Linked DNA regions of Rattus norvegicus: region 1 is linked to region 2. The links are chromatin contacts, called in public Hi-C maps. All regions are on one chromosome and are shown on one strand. Each heading gives the region's core, a stretch centred on a gene start, on an enhancer-like site or on the middle of the called end of the contact. The rest is flanking DNA. Distances are from core to core; before and after follow the strand shown. Region 1 overlaps Mn1 (MN1 proto-oncogene, transcriptional regulator). Region 2 has its middle 330 kb from the start of Mn1.

Region 1 (6,186 bases), core at 2,990-5,489, 320 kb before region 2:
TTATGACTATGTATTCCTAAGGCACAAAGGACCTTCGTTTGTCAATATCTCACTTGGTGTTGGTGACAGATGTCCAGTCCCATGTCTCATTTGCATTCAGAACACCCCTTCCCCTCCAGGCCTGAAGGCCTTTAAGGTGGTAGGGACGGCAGTTGAACAGCTTTTAAATCTAGAGATGAATAGGCTGTAGTTAAGTTTACGCTTTTTTATTTTAATGGGGGCTTTCTTTTTCCTTTACAAAAAACATAATTAGTAGCTTTTTAAAAATTGGCAACATTGTTTTTTTTTCTTTCTCCTGTCCTTACTTTGTTTCTAAATCCTAGTTAGCTTCTTCAGGTTCTGCTGGACAGAATAATACCGTGGTGTCCGTGGCCCCGCTGTCTTTGAAAAAAAATACACCCTTGCTCACTTCTCTCCTCTTCCGTTTTCTGCTCCATCAGTTTTCAGTCTACTGTGTCTTAAGTACATCCTTGGGAGGGTAGGTTTTAAGAAAATAGGATAGTCCCTTTTAGGGAAAAGGGAGGCAGGAGTTTGGGTGATTTGGAACTCTGTCTGGGTCGTCTTCCTTTGGTTTCTGGTTCTTGAGTGTGGCCTGGCTGCTTTTCTCTTTGTTCCTCCCTACTGCCCAGCCTGGGATGCCCAGACTCCTGCTCTCATTCGAAGCCGTGTGTTTAGCATGCACGGCAGACACCAAACCCCACATCAGCATTCCACAGACTGCTCCAGGCAAGGACAGAAATTGGTTAGTTTGGGACCCTCAGCTCCCCCACCTCCTCTGGCTCTTAAAATGGAATTGGACAGGGTATACCGCCACCCCCTTATTTTCTTGTATATAACATCTCGATCTAGCACAATCGATAGTCAGTTAGCACAGAACTCAGCCCTGACACTTCTCCTAGCCCAGCCTGCTACCCCCCCACCCCCAGTAATTAAGAACACGTTGGCCAAAATGGGGCGAGAAAAAGTTTTCAAAAATTAGAGAATTAATAAAGAAAACCAGTTGGTATTTCTCCTTCCAGTTCTTTCGAAGGTCTTTAGTAGGTGGAGAAGTGTTGGAGGTTTTAATGAGATTTTTTTTTTTTTAAATGTAGCTTCATGCCTCATTCTCAAAGGGAGAGAGGTGCGGGCTGCAAGCTCTGAAATGTCCTTATAGACATTTTTTTTTTTTTAGCTCGTTTCAGTGTCCCAAGAACATACGTTTATGGAAGCACGTGCCAGTAGCTTTTGGGTTGATTCTCCATGTAAACCAGAGCAAAGTCCTCCCGTGTGAGAAGTCAGAGACTTCCTTGGTACCTAAAGGGCTGGCTGCTTCCCAAACTTGGTGGGGGGGGGGGACAACGACACCCCTGTGTCTCCTTTGTTTCCCGTTCTGATGTAGGAAGGATAGAGCCCTAGGTAGCTCTTGGAAGTGAGGTTTTTGGATGCTGCTACTTGGACAGCAAGCTGGGGCTTAGTAAAGTCCCTCAGACTCTGTCTCCCTCACTGGTAGTAAACAAGAATGGTTAAACTTTTCATTACAATAAGATAACACCCCTCAGTTCCATCTGTACAGGTTGCATAAATAAACATACAGGGCTTTCCATCAGCCTCTGAGAACCCTAGCAGAAAACCAGCGAGGAGAACCACTTTGAAATAAGTCAGGGTTGGGAGGGGGGGGAAATAGTATAAGAAAGGAAAAAAAAGGTCTGTTTCTTAAAAGTCCCGCAGCCCCATTAGCTGGAATGGGGATACCCAGAGGTCCAATGGGCCCCCACCTTCCGGCTCAGAAAACACTTCTCTCCGCCACTCTCCCAGGCAAAGGCCATTCCTATAATGATATTTTATTTTGTCTCGCTGTAAAACATGCCAGTACTAATGTGATTAAATATTAACTCGGTTTCTGAAATTCCCTGCTCGTTTTACAAAGCGATCCGTGCTGGAGATGTCGCAGAGACATCACAAATACCGAGAGGTGCCCTGCTAGTTCTCTGGGCTGGATATAGATGGTCCCTGGGAGGGGAACACACCGGACTGCTCCACTGCGGTTCTTTAAAAGTCTAGACCAGGAGGTCATGCGGTGACAAAGCCAGTGAGCATCTCTGGATGACTCGGCCCTTACTTCTCTGCCAATGGGACAAATAACTTTCCATAAGGAAACTCTATGCCTGTGCGCGAGGCTTCTTCCCCAGAGTCGGAATAGGTGAAAGGGTAGAGTGAGCCAACCTGATGTTGAGGTGATTCGGGACTCTGTGACGTCAGCAAGGTCAACATGGGTTTCAGATAGTTAGTCAGACCTCTACCTATGTGGAATATTGTAGATTTGGGGGGGGGGATTTCAAGACTCTAAGGAAGGAAAACTGATAGGAGATAGGCCGTGGGTATTGACGTGGAAAATCCGTTTTCCCCCCTCCCCTTGCTCCACATGATTTTCAAGGCCGGGAATTATCCTTGCTCCGAACTGAGTCTGTTCCCACCGAACTTCCTTCTTTCTGCTGGCAGCTCCGTACATTAAACCCTGCGCACAGTGAGGCTGGAGATGCCTCTGCGTGCATTTTGCGCCCAAACCTTGCCCTGTCCCCCACTCCTTTGGAAGTTGTGTGTTTTTACAGAGACCCCGGAGACATATTTTGGAATTTCATGCTTCTCTGTGTTCCCCTAGGAACACAGGCAGGGCCGAGAAATACTAGGCAGGCGGGAATGGAGCTCTGTATTTCGTTGTACGTAGGGTGGACTTGAGGACGGGAGACTTAACCCTGGCTCAGACCTGGCTGGTGGGACTGCTTGTCCAACCCTCCTGCACCAGAGACAGAATTTCAAAGTCTCATTCGGACTTTCCCTGGGAAAGTAAGCCGGCACTAAATTGCCTTTCCTCGGAAGCATCACCCAACAGTTTGTACGCCTTCATGCGACCTCTGTGCCTCAGGAAGATGGACCCCAAGCTCCTCAGGTGCTGATCAAGGGTACTGTAAATTGATAGGGGCCCACTTTGTGCAGCCGGTGCTCCGGCTGCCCACTCCCTGGCTAGCAGAGGGCATTTAACTACTGTTCTTCTACGCTTGTTTAATATTTCATGGCTGTAATAAACCTGTCTTCCTTGCCCGCCTCCCAACATAAAGCCCCAAGTAGCACACATCTGCAATTATACATTTCTACTAAATATTAATAAAGGACATCAGCTTTTTAAGGGGCCAACGCTCAGTAGAGTTGGACTTGCCATAGACTCTTGCTCCTGCATTTTTCCGTTATATTTTTTTAACTTGATTTTTTTTACTTTTATTTATTTATTTTTTATTTTAAGTACCAGCATGTTCCAACAGGCGCCATTTACTTATAGTTACATACAACCTGGGCTGATCGAAAGGCATTCCTCACGATGGCTTTCTCTCATATAAATTCATTTAGATTGCTGGCGAGGCCCCTTCAGACCGGAAGTGAGAGGCTGTTGAAATGCGCTCCTGTTTTATTGAGAGGGCTCTAGGAAAGGCGCGTGGGTGGCTTAATCTCATTTCTCTTTCTAGCAATGAAATTCTATGATTCCTGATATGATTTTGTTTGCCTGACAGAGGTATTTAAATTTCTGCAAAGAATCTTAATAGGTCCTGAGAATACAGCTGCCCCCGTCAACATTTTACCCGATCCGCTCTCCTGATATAAAATATGCGTCTTTAATAAGCAGAGCCAGGTGAATGAGAGGGCTGAAAATCTCCTCTGGGTGGAAAGGGATCAGGGACTCTTCAACACCGTGGAATCCGGCAAATCACTAGTGGCCCGTTTCTCTCCACTCAAGTGACAATAACATTGGATTGCATTCCTTGCCCAGGGAGCAATCTGCTTTGCCAAAACCATTTAGGAGAAATAGTCAGGAATACTGTATTTACCTCTGTTTGGCTAATTTTAGAGATGAAAAGCCTGCAGATTTGTATAATGGGATCAAATGTCTGGGGAATGTGTGGGGACGGGCAGGCAACAGGAGGGACCGCCAACTCCTCCCTTGCCCAAGGGTCCTCAGCTAGCATGTTTTCCTGTAACCAGCAAGCCTGTTTGGCTAATTCTCTGTTTGTTCTTTGCCCAGGAGGAGCTGGCATAGCCTGGCTTCCTCACCTTTAGACAGGGTCTGTCTGGTGAAGGAGGGTTTGTTAGGATGTATCTTTGGTAGATAGATTTGAGTGTGGGATTTGATTGCTTGTGGCAGACATGTTGATAGATCCCTCGGTGTGTGATGGAGTGGCATTTGGAGTTCCCTGGCCTCCTCAAATACACCGAGGCCAGAATAAATAGTCTGGGGGCTTGCTGGAGAGAGCATAGCCCAAGCAGGATTCAAATCCTCTGTCAGGTCTTGGGATGAATAGCCAAGGAAAGTCCTGGGCCGCTTCTCCCCACACAGAGATGTATGCGTGTGGCTAAGTGTGCCTTTCACCCTCAGATCTGTGCTTTCTTGTCTGCTGTCCCAGAAGTGAGCTAATCTACGTCTCACAGGCCGTAGACAGGTTCTGATTCCGTAGCGGGATGGACTGGACATAAATGCCCAACCGTCTGTGTTGAAGGTCCTAATGACAAAGCCCCTGGCCTTTTGGGCCGCTGGCCTGCAGTGGCTTCCGACTGCAGTACCTCGGCAGTAGGCACAGCCACTGTTTGCTGGGTTTTGTGTGTGACCCTGTGGTGTGGCAATGTCTTCCCAGCTAAGTTCAGCCAGGTCTGGGTTTCCTGTGAGGGGAGAAACCTTTGGGTCGGCGATCCCCCACCCCCAAATGTGGGCACTGGACACTGCTGGCTGTTTATGGAAATTCCACTCTTTTATTGTAGTTCTTTGGTGCCAATGATGTGGCACCAAATGACGCCGGGATTTCAAATTAGTCATGGCTCAGCCTTCAGGGACCCTCTGTGTCCAAAGGCACAGCCCTTCACGTCCCCAATGCCCAGCTGTTTGGGGGACTGCAAAGCCCAGAATGGGGCGCCAAGCTCAAGCAACTGCTGGGATCCTGGCACATCTGTCAGGATGGGTTGCCAGCCCAAGGTGGCCGGCATCTCCTGCCGTCTTCCGAGCGCCTGCATGCAATATCCAGTCTCATGTGGGGGCAACTGCATGCCAGTCCAGTTTGGGGACAACCGGTTGCTCTGTTGGGTGTGAGGGTAACTAGGTCCTGCGGGTGTGGTCTCTTGAGGGCCCAGACTCTACAGGGATGTGGCCAGAAGTAGGGAGTTGAGTTTACTTTTCTTGTATGAGGAGCAGGTTTGAAAGCCATCTTTTTTTTTTTTTTTTGAGGGTATAGTGACCAGAGGGAGCTGAGGCCTGCTCTGTTTTCTTGCCTGTATTTTAATCAGCCGGCTTGAGGTTTGGGAGGCCAGTGGAAAGTCTGCCATAGTGTTTGCCCTACAGGGGTCCCAGGTCCAAGAGGCACCACCTAAGTCTTGCAGTTCTCTGGTCATTTCAGCTTGGACCCATCAACCTCCAGAGTGGGGCTTGGACCTAGCCACAGTGTTCAGGGCCGAAGAAGCTGGGTGGTCTGCGTTATGCCCGTTCCCTCGAGAAGCTAGATCAGAAAGAACTTTATAGCAATTGCCTGTGAATCTTTCCACGATTTATATACCATCGAAGGGACCCAAATGCCCTTTAAACAGAAGGCAGTTGAGGTCTTAGCACATTCCTATTCGATCGCTAGCTCTTTCTGAATGTCCCAGAAGAGACATCTTATATGAAATGAACTGCTCTGAAGAAGGAGGGTAAAAACACCCAGTCAGTTTAGGCCAGTGCAGACCGCATCTTTGGCAGCAGAAACCGACTCTTTGACAGTTTTGCCCTCACGGAGGTTCACCACGTCTACCCTGCCATGCTCCCTCTAGTTTGTGGATAAGCTGTGTGGCTAGAAATCTCCCGTCTTTCTTTTTCATTTTTGACCTCTCTGTGGAGAGTTCTGGTCTCTTCACAGAACCCTCACCCCTAGGATTCAGATGGCCGTCAACCATTGGTTTTTGGGTTTGTAGTCTAATCTACCTAGGCTGACGCTTGCTCTGGGTGAGCTAAACTGGGTTGGAAAAGCATGCTGGGGACAAGTCGCCTTTGAGGGTCTTTGGAAAACTCGCTGCTTTAAAGACACGTGGAGAACTGTACTCCAGAACCTCTCCCAAGCCCCCTCAGAGAGCCGATGCCCCGGGGGAACTGTAAACCGACTCTGAGGGACTCCTGAACCTCATGTCCTTTCTTTCTTC
Region 2 (5,933 bases), core at 2,916-5,415:
GGCAAAAGGGGGGGGGGGTACCCTGGAGCTTCTGGAAGGCCCCGTACAAGGCCAGCTGATGGTATCAGTGCCAGAAAGAATAGGCCAATATCAGCTCTGGAACCCTCCGGGAAGCTGTTGTTGGTCTGCAGCCCATTCATCCCGGGCATAGCTGCAGCAGATACCCATGGGTCCAAAGCAGGGAGAGAAAGGGGAGTGCCATCTTGGCTCTGCCTGTACCTGACCTGCCTGTGGCATGGTTCAAATTTCAAACAAACTTCCCAGGATCCCTGCATGAGAGGTGAACTAGAAAGGCCGATGTGGCAATGTCTGTTTCCAGAGAAGAAGGAGCTAGAGATCTGACTTCCACCATTTATAGCAGATTTCACATCACCCCAGAACTGAAACCACAGAAGAGACCCAGTACCTGGTGCCTGGGATTGAGGGACAGGTTATAGAAGTTCACCTTTAACCAGGGTCAGGCTGGAGAGGGGTGTTGTGGTTTGAAAAAGAATGGCCTCCATAGGCTCATGTATTTGAATGCGCAGTCACAAGGGAGTGGTGCTATTTGAAAGGATTATAAGGATTAAGAAATGTGGCCCTGCTGGAGGAAGTGTGTCACTGGGGGTGGGCTTGGAGGTTTCAGAAGCCCAAGTCTAGCATCTCTCTGTCTCTGCCAGTGGATCAGGATGTAGCTCTCAGCAACTCCTCCAGCGCCGTGCATGCCACCATGCTCCCACCCTGATGAAAATGGTCTAGACCAATGAAACTGTAAGCAAGCCCCTGAATTAAAGGATTTCTAAGCATTGCCTTGGTCATGATGTTTCTTTATAGCAATAGAATGATGACTAAGAAAAGGGGATTTTAGAACTTGTTGTTCTCTGGACTTTCCCAGAGGATAAGAGTTTATTGGTACACATTTATAGACAAGGTAACTGAGCCTGGAGTCTACACATCAAAGGTCATTCAGTGGTGGTGGCCCAGAGGCTTCTGGTCTCACTTTTCTTCCACAGCCAGCTGCAGGTTTCCTGACCATCCCTGGTATCCAGTCTGTCAGTAACTGACCAGCATGGATGGTTGCAGAACCTCAAGCACTCAAGGTGATGTCTGCCACATGCCCCTTCATCTGGACCTGGGTATCTGAGATCTTGTAGACAGCTGTGGTCTGCTGGTGCATTTATGGGTGACAAAGAAAATGTTACTCCTTGAACAATGGCTTAGGAAGCTACCTGAACAGTAAGATTAGGTAAGGTGCTAAGGTTTCTCATCAATGCAACAAAGTATCTGAGAAAAGCAACATAAGAGAGAGGTTTTATTATCTTGGTTCACAGTGGGAAGGAGTGTGGTTCATCATAGAGGTAGGGACTGTGGTCCGTCATAGCAGTAGAAGGGTGTGGTCTATCATAGAGGTGGGAGTGTGGTCCATCATAGCTCCATGCTAGACATGTAAACTCTGAGGGTCATCCTTGTCACTCCTAAAGATACCACATCGGACCACACAGTGGCTCTTTCTCTGCAGTGCACCGGGTGTCAACTATGACTTGCTCCTGCAGTGGACAATTCACCATTAAACCCACAGATGCCTGACAGACAGGTCTAAGAAGGTTCGTTTTGGTTCATGATTTGAGGAGAAGGCATGACAGGAGCGTGAGGCAGCTGGTTGCACAGCATCCACAGTAGGGAAGCGGAGGGAGATGAGCCTGGTGCTCCGCTGAGTTCCCATCTTTACCAAGTCTGGGCACGCAGCCCACGGGATGTGCCACCCACAATCGGGGTAGGTTTTCCCACCCCAGTCCAGTCTGGATTCCTTCACCGAAATGATTAGAGTTCTGTTTCCATGGTGATGCTAAATTCCATCAGACTGACAACCAGGACCAACCATCCCATTTAATTCAAATTTAGTAAAGGCTCCAATCCCAGTACTACAGGGAGTGCTTGGCTAGTACCATCTGTGGGATGTGTAGAGACTGCAGGCCAATATTCCTCAAGAAGTAGGCTATCCCTGGGCTCTGTTTGTCTCACCGGGATGACTATTCAATTTTTACAATGTCTCTGCTGTCCATATACCTGCTATCAGCCTCCTATCCTTCCTGGTGATGGTATCACAAGGCCCCTTGGCACACTCACTTCCCTCTGGTTAAAGTTCTCCACAAAGAGTGCTAGGAGACACAGGGAGAAAGGGAGGATGGTGGGCACCACAGGATTTCTTTGAAGGCAATTTTGGGAGTCTCTTCATGTAAGGAAGGCCTGGGAAGACAGAAAGGATCTCCCAGAAGGGATAATGTGGGAAGCCGAGGTGTTTAAATATTCATGTTTCATCCCTGAGTTCAGTCCTAGAAATTCCATGGCATATGTGACTCCCCCCGCCATATAAATAAATAAATAAATAGATAGATAGATAGATAGATAGATAAATAAATAAATAAATAAATAAATAAATAAATGTAATAAGAGTCAGTTTGGGCTGACTACCCAACATCAGGCCCAGAAAGGGGCCAGACATTCTACGAAGCAAATCATTTTTTCATCCAACAAATGTTTATGGGGGCTGCTATTGATATGTTGACCATTGTGCTGGCTGCTGGGAACAGATAGTGACTGAATCTTCTGAGGATCCAATGCAGTAAGGAAGGGTCACAGTAAAAAAAGGAAGCAGCAGAAGTTTGAAGAGTATTTAATGTCCCTAAAGGGCTTGAGACAATTCCCAGGGGTCACAATTGGCTTGGGCAGGTGTCTGCCAGGCATAAGGGACCATAGCAAGCATAACAGTGTTTCTTTATCCAGTGCCCAAGCAGACATTGCTAATCTGTTCCTGAGCACATGATCTCAATATGGCTTCGATACTGAGCTAGGGAACCAATGAGTAGGAAGATGGTGGATCCAGAGTGGGGCACCTTGTTAGATTCTTTGTGCTGCTTCCCACTGAATCTCTACCCTGACACGTGTGTCTTAAATGGCATAGCTGAGGCCTCAGACTCAAACGGCCCTGTATGAGGCCTATCTCTACTTTGGTTCACAGTCTCTCTTTGCAGAACTGCTTGGCTATTTCAGAGTACAGTTTGATTCCACAAATGTTGCCATTTCCTGCTCCCTTAAGAATTTGCTGCCTCCAGTATTCATGAATACAGGGTCTTGTAGACTCTTTTCCAATAGCACCTCTCTCCTGTTAGCAGCCTCTTAAGGCTTAGATGGTCATATGGCCATTGAGTGCTCTAGCATGGATTAGTAATGTCTGTCAGAATCAGGTAAAGAAGCAGTGGTGTACCTGTTATGGTCTTTCTAAGTCTGGGCTCATGAAAACATTGCCTTTAACTTTGACTTTGTAGGACAAAAGCCTCCCATCGTAGGGTGAGCTTTACTAAGAGACTGGAGGAATTCTTAAGATGGTGATATGTTTACCAAATGGGATCCACCCTAGAGCTGAGCCTGGCACCTTCTGGGTCTTTGACTTGCTCTGGATCTCCAGGGCTATTCTTTCAGTGTGTCTGCCTGTTCCTGCAGCCGCTTCTTATACAAAGCAACTCCTGTCCCGCTGAGGTGAGTCCCACAACATCGGAAGGGCAGAAAGCCAAGAAAGTCTCATGTCTCCTAGGAGCTGAGACACAGATCAAACACAAAGCCATGCTGGCCCCTCCCACCACTCCTCTCACTGGATCTTGGCTATTTTTCTGGGGGCTGAGGGATGGGTCACCGACCCCTACCATATCCGAGACCCTCACACCTCAGATGACAAACCAGCGTGCATCAACTGCAACCCCCCCCAGAAAAATTCCAGCAAGATATTAATAGATAAATAAAAATAGCTTCCTTGAGAAAGAGGAAGCCACGCAGCGAAATGATTCCTTTCTGTGCGTAAACTCATGAATAATCCAATTGCGCAGCCCCCTGAAGGAGCCAGCTTGGCTTTGGACTCCCAGCTCCTCACCCCCGTCCCACGTTCCTTCTGGAAGGTCACCTCCAACCTCCTCCGCAGCCCAGAGCCTGGTGGCTCTCATGCTATAAGTCCTAATGTCCCCTCCCAGGACCACCCTCCCCTTTCAAGGAGACATTCGCTTCTGGTGCTATGGAAACGCGTGGACATCTGAATGAAAGGCGGGGCTGCACTCAGGAATCACCAAGCAGGAAGGAGAGTCGATAAGATAATGGGGGCGGGGGTTGTGGGGAGGAGTGTCTCCAGGCCGTGGCTTTGTGAACGGAACCAGAGCCCAGCTCCAGGCTTCTTTGGTGTCACATTTTAGCCTACCAGCTGCCTTATAAGCAAGACGATCCACCCTGACTTTTTTTTTTCTTCTTAAAAAAAAAGATTTATTTTTTTTTATTTTCCCTCATGTGTTGAGGGAGGAAGCCCTGACAAGGAGGAGTGACAGCCCGCTAATTATTCCCTTACTGCCACTGCTGTTCTGGCTCTGGACTCGGCTGCTCATTTCTCTCGGCTCCTCGCTGAATAATGCATGCGCCCCATCCGTATGCGGGCGGCGCCTCCCGGGACTGCAGTCTAACTAGCTGATAACTGATTCAGTTTGTAAGCAGGGCCGCTGGGAGTTGCAAGGAAAAGTAGCCAAGAACATATTCAACACTTCTCTCTGGTTCCTGGCGAACATCAAGGAGAAACAGGCTGGAGCGATGGTGGAGGTGGGCGTGTGGTCCTGGGAGGGTACTTGACCCCACTCGAGAAGGAGGGGCCTTGGCTCTGGCTCTGAGAGAGTGGGTGTGATCTGAAGAAGGCTATTAACGCTAAACACAGTTATGGTTAGTCAACATCTTAGTATAGACTGCCATGGTCTAAGGGTTAGACTCTAAAAATACATGATTTTGTGGTAGAGTGACTCTCTTTACAAAAACTAAGGCAGTTACAGAGTCTTAGGGAGACTTGTTTATCTAGCACTGTGGACTATGCCTGGAGTAAGACCCCACCCACAACAATTCATTGTATCAGCTACCTTCTATAGTGTTACTGCTGTATAACAAGTGGTCTCCTCAGCTCACAACAGCACTTACTGTTCTTTTTGGCTTTGGGGGTCTGAGGGAGCTCACTCAGTCTTGTGCTAAGTTCTGCAGTCCCTGGTGGGGCTTAGCTGTAGGCTGCAGGCTGCAGGCTTTCAGGTCTGAGTCAGATCTGCCCTGAGGTTTCATGGCAGGGCTAGGCAAGAAGGGAGGGCTAGTGCACCACAGACAGAAAATGCAGGCATGCATTTCTGACTTCTGTCTTGTCTGCCCAATGTCTACTAACGGTCCGTTTAGTAAAGCAAATTCCATAACCACACTCATCAAAGAGGAGCTGTTAGGCCAGCACTGCCCATCAGCCTGACAACCTTGGAGATCCTCTAACTGCACACAGCACCCCTTGCTCGTGCTGTCCCCCCCCAACCCCCGCATTGTCCGGAGATGCTGAGGTTCCTGCACTGCATGGAATACCCTGGAAGCCACTGTGCAATTGTTGACCTGCTCCCACCAGGCAGGTGGGCCCAGCCTTCTTTAGGAAATAGTCAACAGGGTTCTCTCTATTCAGCCAGGTAACCTCCAGGAGTCCTGGGCTAGGGCAGCAGCAGAGCCTCCCTTTGCAAAGGGGCTGGAGACCGGGGAGCAAGCTGCCCCCCATCCCTGTTTCAAGGTTGAACTCTCTGTTATCAGCTCCCCTTAACAGTCTATGACCAACCCTTGCCCAGAATTGGTCTGACCCCAAGAGCCTGGTGTAGCCACTCAGGCTGGATCTATAGCAGGGAGACGACTCCAGACGGAACAGCATAGAACGGGGTAGATGGCCTAGTCAAACAAATGCTTTGTGGACTAGAAGCATAGGCTCGGGGAGCCCAGCAGCATGCAGTGTTCAGTGTCTGTTTACCCTGTACCCATGATGTCGCTGCTGCTCCAAACCCTCTACACAGTGGCCTCACACGCCCACTATGTCGGACAGGGGCTTGGAGCAGAATGAGGGAAGGTTGAAGAGGAGATGC

Evidence for each region. Hi-C and Micro-C count contacts between places; a contact is called where the count stands out from the background.
Region 1: a contact with region 2 is called in a Hi-C map of frontal cortex, with 3 times the contacts expected there. The contact joins two enhancer-like sites. A contact is called at or near these places in 1 of 12 Hi-C or Micro-C datasets (frontal cortex) and 1 of 1 datasets of contacts at active chromatin or transcription factors (oligodendrocytes).

Annotation. Positions count from the first base shown.
Region 1 is chr12:50,869,359-50,875,544 of GRCr8, reverse strand. The region is part of intron 1 of Mn1 (MN1 proto-oncogene, transcriptional regulator); the gene reads left to right. Among named protein-coding and RNA genes, the nearest start is that of Mn1, 8.3 kb to the left of the region's middle. Within about 2 kb of position 4,239, at least 13 of the 93 cell types and tissues checked have an H3K27ac peak or open chromatin away from gene starts, as enhancers often do.
Region 2 is chr12:50,545,678-50,551,610 of GRCr8, reverse strand. No RefSeq gene overlaps it. Among named protein-coding and RNA genes, the nearest start is that of Mn1, 330 kb to the left of the region's middle. Within about 2 kb of position 4,165, at least 31 of the 93 cell types and tissues checked have an H3K27ac peak or open chromatin away from gene starts, as enhancers often do.